2 separate regions of the Triticum aestivum genome follow, and region 1 is linked to region 2. The links are chromatin contacts, called in public Hi-C maps. All regions are on one chromosome and are shown on one strand. The core of a region is the stretch at or near the end of the contact, and the rest is flanking DNA. Distances in the headings are between cores, read along the strand shown. Region 1 holds the start of LOC123110986 (transcription factor APG). Region 2 has its middle 110 kb from the start of LOC123087870.

What was found. A called contact is a pair of places that touch in the nucleus more often than the background predicts.
Region 1: a contact with region 2 is called in a Hi-C map of leaf, with 6 times the contacts expected there. The contact joins the promoter of LOC123110986 here to the enhancer-like site in region 2. A contact is called at or near these places in 3 of 5 Hi-C or Micro-C datasets (leaf and an unstated tissue) and 1 of 1 datasets of contacts at active chromatin or transcription factors (leaf).

Annotation. Positions count from the first base shown.
Region 1 is chr1B:115,458,249-115,463,127 of IWGSC CS RefSeq v2.1, reverse strand. LOC123110986 (transcription factor APG) reads right to left here and starts at 1,911. Exons shown (of 5, transcript XM_044531644.1): 1 at 1,448-1,911; 2 at 381-1,299; 3 at 202-294; 4 at 1-66. The coding sequence starts at 1,449.
Region 2 is chr1B:114,812,390-114,817,728 of IWGSC CS RefSeq v2.1, reverse strand. No RefSeq gene overlaps it. Among protein-coding and RNA genes, the nearest start is that of LOC123087870, 110 kb to the right of the region's middle. Within about 2 kb of position 2,133, at least 2 of the 8 cell types and tissues checked have an H3K27ac peak or open chromatin away from gene starts, as enhancers often do. A contact at or near this core is called in leaf, where this site is marked.

The sequences.
Region 1 (4,879 bases), core at 662-3,161, 650 kb before region 2:
CTTGTTGCAGTTGGGGATGAGTTCTTGCAGGGCGCGCATCTTCTCGTTGATTCGATCCCTTCTCCTCTGCATAGCAATTTCATACACCAATTTAGCTATCTTCCAAGAAGGAATACCAATTTAGCAACCGGAAGAATGCCACTTCGGTGTACTGTGTACATTTATTTATTTTGTGCATTCGGGATCGCTACTAGTACATACCCTCTCCGACATGTTGTGCACTTCCGCGGTGCGGCCGCGCTTGGTGCTCCTCGCCGCCGACCTTCTCAGCCCGCCGGCCTCGTCGTCGAGATCCTGCAGGCAGATTGCGTTTGAGATTTTGATGAAACAAGAAGCACAATACTGCGTTCGTGGTGTTAACCATGTGTCCAGCGCTTTACCTCGTCGTCCTGACTGACGGACCACTCCAGAGTCTGGTGGCTGCTCCTCTTCAGCTGGCTCCGCTCACCGTTGTCGGAGCAGACAGACGAGGTCGTCGCTGTTGCGGGCGGCGGTGGCATCTCGGAAGCCCTCGCCTCCGATTGTAATCTCTGGGGTAACGCCGCAGCCCTCACTTCCGGTTGCAATCTCGGTGGTAACGCCGCAGCCCTCGCTTCCGGTTGCAGTCTCTGGGGTAACGCCGCAGCCGGTTCTGCAGCATGCCGGACAGGCACCGGCGGTGCCGGAGGACGGGATGCGGATACCGCGGCGGGCGACTCCTTGGGCGGCTGCAGCCACGCCGTCCTCTGCTCCGAGAACAGCGGGGTGCTTCTTAGCCTGTTGGTCTGCAGCAGCGTCGACTCGACGGACTTGCTCCCCGCGGCAGACGTTCTCGTGCTGGCCTGCGGCAGCGAGCGCTGCAGGGGCCTCGAGAAGAAGGAGAAGTTCATGACGCCCTCGCCGGTGGATCGAGGCGCCTGCTGCTGCTGCTTGGGGGGCGCAGGTGGCTCCGGCAGCGGCGGCACGACGACCGCTGCGTGAGACGTCGATGGCGCTCCGGCATCTCTGCTCGCCACCGCAGCGGGGAGCTCGGAGAAACCGGGAAACAAGGTGGAGAAGTAGTCCTGGGGCAGCGGGGCCGTGTCGCCGCCGCTGCCGTCGTCGTCCACGCCGATGATGGGGTAATGTTGCAACCACGGCACGGCGTCGTCGTCGTGTCCCTGCGCCATCGCCGTCGCCGACGCGGGGTGCTTGGCGAGCTCCTGCGCCTTCATAGTGCCGGCGGCGCTGCAGGAGAAGGGAGGGAAGGGCGATGCCGCCCGCCGGAGCGCCGGTCCGTTATCCCAGAGCAGCTCCTCCAGCTCGTTGCCCGGCTCACTCCTGCGCAGCAGCATCACGCACACATCATCGTCAGTACCCGCGCCCGCGCGCACACCAGAGACCAGACTAAGCTAAGCTAGCAGTGGCCGGCGAATCAAGAACCAAGAAGAAAAGGAAGAGCACGGCGGCCGTGCGTCAAGAAACTCACATCCCCGGCACCGGCAGGTGTCGATATATAAACGACGGAGATCTTCCAGCTCTTGCGGCGACAGGTGTAGCACGGCCGACGCCTCGCCGCGGTTGGCAGAGTATTATTTTATCTTCCCTCTTCCCGTCACGAGTCACGAGCGGAGCTGCAGCTGCAGGGAAGGAGGGGTGGAGGAGTAGCGCACCAACTCGAAGCAGAGCCGTCTGAATCCGATGCGCGTGTGTGAGGGGGAGCAGTTAAGGAAGAGCGACGCGCCACCTAACGAGGCGTCGCCATTGATGCCAACGGACGCGGCACGGGTGGGGGATGGGCAGCGGGAGGTCGAAGTGGGGGGCGCCCGCCGAGCCGTCGAATATATAGCCGGGACGACGATCGAGAGGGGGGAAGCTCGTGCCGCTAGACCACGACCTATTTGTTGCCGCACTGTCTGCCCATCACCCCAGCGATCTCGATCCGGTGGCTACTGGCCTACTGCCTATCCTCGTGGCCGGCCGTCGGTTACCAGCCAAACTTTCATGCAGCGCTGCACCATCACCTGTGCAGGGTCTCACCCGCAGCTTTCACACCAGTGAGCCTAGCTCAACTGGTGGAGGGTTTGGATGTACAAACCCAACATCTAGGTTCAAATCCTCACGAAGACGAATTTAGGTCCCTATTTATTCTTGAGGAGTAGACTTTCTTGGTACTCACGCATAAGTGCATAACCGAGATTAAAAATCTTAGTACTCGTACTTAAATAAGGCTGTATGCATCCTTAGTTGGTGCAGAGGCTAGGGAAGTGAAATTCTTCCCAATTTTTTTGATTCACCCACGCGTTCTTCTCCGGCACCTTATTCTGGATGTACAAACCCAACACCTAGGTTTAAATCCTCACAGAGACGAATTTAGGTCCTTATTTATTCTTGAGGAGTAGACTTTCTTGGTACTCACGCATGGGTGCATAACCGAGATTAAAAATCTTAGTACTCATACTTAAATAAGGCTGTATGCATCCCTAGTTGGTGCAGAGGCCAGGGAAGTGAAATTCTTCCCAATTTTATTGATTCACCCACGCGTTCTTCTCCGACACCGTATTCTCTGACGTTAGCTGGAGCGGGTCTGCAGGCAGTGGGAGATATGGGAGGAGGCTCTGGAGGCGTCAGACCCCCCCTCCTCCCCTTCACCTGTACTTGCCAGTTCTGAAGGCCTCGTGGAGACGGTCCAGTCACCACGGGTCTGGACTACGGAGGAGGTGATCGCGTTTGGTGGACATCCGGACCCGGTGCTGTCTGGCAGGCGTGTCAACAGCCGAGTTCAGGACCAGCCGGACGCCGCCGACTTTCAGCTTGGACGTGCTATGAGGGCCGCCAAGCTAAGGGACGTCGAGACTCAGACAGGTATGTCGGTTAATAAGCAATGCTCTATTTTGCATTTTTCTGAACATGACATCATTAGTAAGGCACATGACATAGGAGTCTCGCTTGGGTCTAATGGGAAAGAAATTGCTAAATCAGTTAAGATATTTTGGACTTATAGGCTGAGAGAGCTTCCGAGTTGATCCGCGCGTTAGCGGCAGTTAAGCCTATGTCGGATGCTCATATTAATAACTTGGGTATCTCTACGCTAGAGAACTTTTGTGATGGAATGATGCCTTCTTCCGATGCCGAAGGAGACGCAGAAGATGCGGAGTCTGTGCAACCAGTTGGCCCCCCGTCATTGTAGGCGGGGATACAATAGACTATAAATTGTGTAGAGGAGGTGTCGGCATTAGATAAACCTAAAAGTTCCTGGAAGAGGAAGATTTATCCAACGCCAGCGTTCCGTAGAAGTGCGAGAGTGAAACTAAAGAAAAAAAACCATGATGAAATATGAAAGGGGTCTTTTGGAATAGCAAAGGTCTAGCAGACTTAGCTGAGAAAAGGTTCCTGGCAGAATTCTATAAGAAATGTTGGCATATCGTGAAAGATGATCTTATGCCTATGTTTCATGATCTTTTTAATGGGCATCTGCAACTGTCCCATTTAAATTTCGGCACGATTACACCACTACCAAAGAAAGAGGAAGCAATTCTCATTGAGAAATTCAGGCCCATATGTCTCTTGAATGTGAGTTTCAAGATCTTTATGAAAGTGGACACCAATAGACTGACACAGATTGCCCATTCAGTTGTGCAACCAAGTCAGACTGCCTTTATGCCTGGAAGACACATCCTAGAAGGGGTAGTTGTCTTACACGAAACGTTACATGAAATCCACTCAAAGAAACTCGATGGGGTAATATTCAAAGTGGATTTTGAGAAGGCATATGACAAGGTTAAATGCCCATTTCTACAGCAAGCCATGCGCAATAAGGGCTTTAATGGGACATGGAGGAATCACATGGATTCTTTTGTCCAGAAAGGTAGTGTCGGGATAAAGGTGAATGATGACATTGGTCATTATTTTCAAACGCATAAAGGCCTGAGACAAGGAGACCCGATGTCTCCGATTCTGTTTAACATCGTGACAGACATGTTGACAGTTCTCATAAGGTCGGGCCAAGGAGAAAGTCTTGCTAGGTGGTCTAGTTCCCCATTTGGTGGATGGGGGTGTCTCTATCCTACAATATGTGGATGACACCATTATCTTCGTGGAGCACGACCTCGCAAAGGCCAAAAATATGAAGCTAGTATTATGCCTATTTGAACAAATGTCTGGTCTATAGATCAATTTTCACAAGAGTGAATTGTTCTGCTTTGGTAGCACTAAAGATGACCAAGACAGCTACAAGCACCTGTTCGGTTGTGAACTGGGATCATTACCGTTCAGTTATCTAGGCATTCCAATTCACCACGAGAAATTAACTAATAAAGAATGGAAATGTATCGAGGATCGATTAGAGAAGAAACTAAGCTGCTGGAAGGGTAAGCTTATGTCTTATGGAGGACAGCTAGTATTGATAAATTTGGTACTCACGAGTATGCCAATGTTCCTTCTATCTTTTTTTGAGGTGCCCAAAGGGGTACGCAAGAGATTAGACTTCTATCGATCTCGTTTCTCCTGGCAGCCAGATGAGGTTAAGACAAAGTGTTGCCTGGCAAGATGGGATATTATTTGTCGACCAAAAGACCAGGGGAGTCTTGGGATCAAGAATCTCGAGGTTAAAAATAAATGTCTGTTGAGCAAATGGCTATAAGGTTATCGCAGGAATCCGAGGGTATGTGGGCACAAATCCTTAGAAATAAATATTTGCACTCTAAAACTCTTGCCCGGGTTACCGTAAGACCTAATGATTCACCATTTTGGAAGGGACTCATGAGAGTGAAAGAAACCTTCTTCCATCGGGTGAAATTCATTGTTGGGGATGGAATAACAACAAGGTTTTGGGAGGATACATGGTTAGGCGACACACCGCTAGCTCTCCAATGTCCTTCCCTGTATCATATTGCTCAACATAAGGAGGATTACGTAGCAA
Region 2 (5,339 bases), core at 884-3,383:
TGCTAGGATTGCTCTTAAAATTAGCATTCAATAGACATATTTGTTTGAACTGTTGTCAATTTTAAGCTCTTGAGACATTAAGAATCAAGGAAATTACTCTGTAATTAAATTTGTGTTCCTCGGGTTTTGTATCGTAGGAATCATCAAACAAACCTTTGAGGGAATATTTATAAATATCTCAAAGTGTTGATAAAACCCAACCGAGATACATCACAGGCAAGACCCTTGTTATGATCCATGGAGAAGATAAGATTTTCTATATCCTCCCAGGAGTACTCAGCCAAGAAGATTTGATTTATCTTAGGGTCTATAGTCTGAGCAAAAGGGAAATTAGTTGAAATAGAGCAATCAAATGATGCATCAAATAACTATTCATAGTATCCAGGTATATGTTGCGTCAGAGCCTCTTGCCCCTCAACTCAGTTATTCCCATCCCCAAGAGACATAATTGAATTTTATTTCATCCTTCCACTTGCCTTACTCATGAAATATCTAGAGTTGCTATCACCCGGCTTAAGGTCTTTTTCCTTAGTTCTTTTCATCCTTTGGTGTCATCCTATTTCATGTTTTTAAGCTCATCCTCTAGAGATTCCTCTATTGGATTTCTTGAGCATCCAAACCACATAAAAAGCCAAGGCATTAATCTTGTCAACTAGATGAGGGTTTTGGCCCCATGATGTGCCGGCCACACACACCCTAGTGGGTCGTCGGGTTTAAGACCCAAAGCACATGAGGGATCCCTAGTCAACTATGTTACTTCCTGAAACGACTACCCCCCCCCCCCCCCCTCACCCGACCTCCCAAAAGGAAAAGTTTTCAACTGCAATATGGAGAGGAGCCTGAGCTGAGCTGTCCAAGGCAAGAAGATCAAGACGGAGGATAGGCGAACCGACTAAGGCCGAGTATAAATATGCGAGACCCGAAGACGGAGGCCAAGCGACCTCATATCGAAGTAGCTGGACCCCCAGTTGTTCTTGCTGATATATTGCTCTTTGAAATAATTCCATATAAGCAAGATTGGTGCTATTACTTGAATTACAAGGGCCTAGACCGGGGTAGAATCTTTGCCATGTGTCCATCTTGTAACTGAAGGCCACATACGTTACAATACAGTTGATGGGTACTCTGCAAAACACCACAAAGCTGACTCTCTAAGTAGGTTATCCTTTTTCTATTTTATGCGCTACAAAAACAACATTCCATCCTTTTAGCTTCCTTCTCAAAGTCCTCATCCTCCACTGCCACTCATCTAGATGGTTATGTCCTTTATAAGGAAGATTCCACACATGCTGAACAACTCACTTCAAATCCTCTCTTCAGAACCAGCACATCTGAAATTTAAAAAGATGATGTGTAACGAAAACCAGACCAGAAGCCACTAGAATGGAGGTATGGCCAGATATATCTCACTCCAAGCCTTTGACTGTGAACATAGGATAATGTAAATCCCGCTCAGGGCTCACAAGAATCCTACCAAGCTTCTCATATACAGGATTTTCATGATCATTAGACCATGTAAACATCATGTTTATGAGATCTAGCTCAATCAAATTACTGTTCTCTGCTCGCAAAAGAAAATTATTGTTCTCAATAATGCAACTGAAGAACATGATCCATTTTCCACATTCACCATTATTATTTGATCTTTCTTCACTTCATCCTACAATATTGAAATCACGCCAAACTCGAAAAAGGAAAAATTACACCCAACGCATTCATTCATCCATCATAGATGATGATTTAGGCTTCTCTACTATCGGAAAAAGTCAGCTCCCATGAGGGCTGGCACGTGCGGCGCGTGTGACTTCACGTGGGAGCGTAGACGCGCGCGAAATTAAGCGGCAGGTCTGTATCGATCGTTGCGGCGCACCGCCAGCATGCACAAACTTGACCCCGGCGGCCGACGGCGACATAGGCTTGCGGACGGAGTAAAAGAAGATGGTGATCGACGCATCAGTTCATCACGCATGTACCCACATACGCGCAGCCAGGAATCTGCCGCCGGCGTGCGTGGTGCGAGCGGGGGACACGTACGCGCGGCGGGCCGGCGATGGGGACTAACCACTAACGCATCCGCTGCCGCGAAACCCAGGGTGGGCGGGGGAGGTACGTGGCCGGAACGACCGGCGCGAGCGAGCATTCCGTACGACGGCGACGGCCGTGAATGGATGCATGCTTGAGGGCGCCATGCATATTGTCTCTGGTGGTGCTTGCTGCCTTGCTGGCGTCGCCGTGATACGTGAGAAAGTTACGTGATTTGGATGGGCCGCTGGGAGTCATAAATGGAATAACGATCCACCCCTGTTGTGTACTAAAATTCTTGGATCGAAAATGACGGACGAATTTTTGGCTCCCCATTGCTGGGACGACACGTCTACTCCTCTCTTCCACATGCCACTAGGAGTAGAGCCAAATGCCTCGTGAAGCATTAGATGAGACATCGACAAAGAGAGGCGAAGAAGATACTCCTGTATGCTAGTAGATATGCCACGCTTCAAGCATTCACTGCATGCATTTGGTATGCTACTTGAATTTACTACGTCGAAGAATTTTAGGGCAACCGTAAGTCGGTATATCTTCTAGACATTTGGTACGTGGACCATATCTATATAGCGCTATACCATGCATTCATGCATGCACACAACAATTTCTTGTCTTGCAAAAGTCAAAAACAGAACCAAAAGGAAATGTAGCAAAGACGTACAACTATGGGTCTCGCAGCTTTAGATTCTTCGCGGATCCCCCCACGCTGAACGCGGATACGTAGTCCGTACAAGCGTAGATAGATCGTTAGCTTTTGATTCGCATCGTCCTGGAGGCGGCGGCGTGGCGCGGCGACGGCCGCTCGTTGCCGGCGAGCTTCACCTTCACGTGCCCACCGGGGCCACGCGGCCTCGCCGGACCACCGATACCTGTCGTCCCCTCCGTCGACGCGCAAAGCCAAAGCCGGCGCCCACAACTCTTTGTCCTCATGTACGGGCTGCTGTACCGCTTGTCCCATCCGAAGCCCGTGTGTTGCTGCATCTGCATGCGTGTCCACCTTAATCATGGAGATCGGTGCAGCGTAAGTTCCGCTGCGATGTGCCGTGACATCTTTTCTTGCGGGGTCAGGGAAGCCATTATGTTGGAGCAGGCTAGAGGATTTGCCAACCACAAGGGGTGATGCTTTTCTGAGCCGGAGAAAAGGTCTTTAAGAACAGTGAACATCTAGGGTGGTAAACTACATCTCCGCATGACAGATTTGATGGAAGCTCTGGTTGAACTTGAGATTCTTATTTAGGAGATTTTGAGCAGAGGTATTTGGGATTTTCTTGGGAGCCTTTTCAAGAGTTTTAGGTCATCCTAAGATGAAAGCTCCACTTGAACTACAGAAAGGATAATCCGAAAAAAAAAACAACAGATACGATTTCAAGCAGAGATATTTTGGATTTCGGGGTGCCCTTTCATAAGTTTTGGGCCAGCCGCAAACTAACTTCATTCCCGTACAGGAGAGTTCCTACTCGGCTTTATCTTTTTCGAATGAGAAACCCTACTTGGCGCTCAAAGCGTCAAGTTGACGGTAATAGCGCTCGCGGGCCGCGGGACAGTCGCTAGCTCTATTGTCTTGGCCGCTCCCTGCTCGATACATGTATTAGAAAAATATTCCATAAAAAAGTATTAGAAAATGTTAACGTTGTATACAAAAATATGTAAAAAATCAAACAAAAGATGTATTATAAAACAAATCTAGCAAGCATTTTAAAACTGTTGAATGTGTATAGAAGTTTCTCATGTATGCAAAAGAATGTACACGCAAAATATACAACTTGTGTGAAAAAAGTTGATCGTGTATTTTTTAAATCAAGCATTTGAAAAACTATTTAGAAAATGTAATCAAGCATTTGAAAAAAAAATCTTGTATTTCATTTTTTAAATTCAAGCATTTGAAATTTATTAAAATGTATACAGAAATAATTGTTGAGCTTGTATTAAAAAATGTTAAACTTGTATTCCAATAATGTCAAATGTGTATTAGAAAAATTTTCAATGTGTATAGATAACAAGTTGACCATGTATACAAAAAAACTTGCATTTGAAAAAAAGTTAATGAAGCATTTGAAAAATGTTAAATGTGCATAGACAATTATTTGACCATATATTGAAAACATGTTAATCTTGTATTTGAATTTTTTTAATCAATCATTTGAAAAAAAAGTTAGATGTGTATAGCAAAATTATTTACCACCTATTCAAAAAGAAATAAATGTGTATATAACAAACCTAATTTATCCGGAAGATGTTGAATGTGTACTAACAAATGTTAAAACAAAGGAAACTAAGAAAACCAATGAAAACTAAGAACGAAATAAAAAATTAGAAAACAAAACAATAAAAACCAAGACAGAAACAAATAAAATTAAGAAAAAGCCGAAAAATGTCCAAAACTAAGAAAGAAACGAAAAAACCAAAGGAAAACAAACAAAAGAAAGAAAATCAAGAAAAAAAAGTAAAAACGGAGAAAGCAACAAAGAAAAACAATGAAAAAACAAAAGAAAAAAGAAAAAATTAAACCAAGAAAGAAATGAATAAAACCGGTGGAAAAACAAAGAAAAGCTAAGAAAACAAATGTGGAAACGGAAAGAAAATTGAAACAAAAAAATATGAATGAAACAAGTGAACTCGATCAAAACTAGCAAAGGAGAAAAACAAGATGAAAATGGGCCAACTCGGTAGCTATAGGTGGGCGGTTAAACCTTCAGCGAGATGTATATTGGTTTTTACAACAAATAGACATTATTCCTCATATGATGATCATGTCGTTTACAAGTAACTGAGAAACAAAGTCAGGGATTACATCAGCCCAAGATCTAGCACTGAAAGAATGCTTAGCTAGCTCATCTGATACATGTTTAGCTTCTCGGAAACAATGTTAAATTGATATTTTGCTAAAGTCCATCGACAACATTTTGCATTCAGAAACCAATGCAACATCTAGTCCTAGATAAGAGTCCATTTGTTGAATTGCCTCCACCACAAACGAGCAATCAGATTTAATCTCTACATTGTAGCACCCCCAAAATTGCCAACAAGTACACTCCATTTTCTAATTGCCAAGAGCTCCACTATATCAACAACTCGGGTACCTAGAAGGAACCCAGTTGTTATTGGTAGAAAGCCACCCCGTTCATCATGCACAACATCCGCTATAAACTAGTTGTATGTTATTATTGCAACAAGTGAGACATAACATTTGTATTTCCTGTGTACCGTAGTAAATAGCCATCAAACAAGCATCTCCTGCCCGCTAGTTTTTTTTTTAGACAATCTCGTGAAGCTTTTATTAAATCGTCACAATGTTT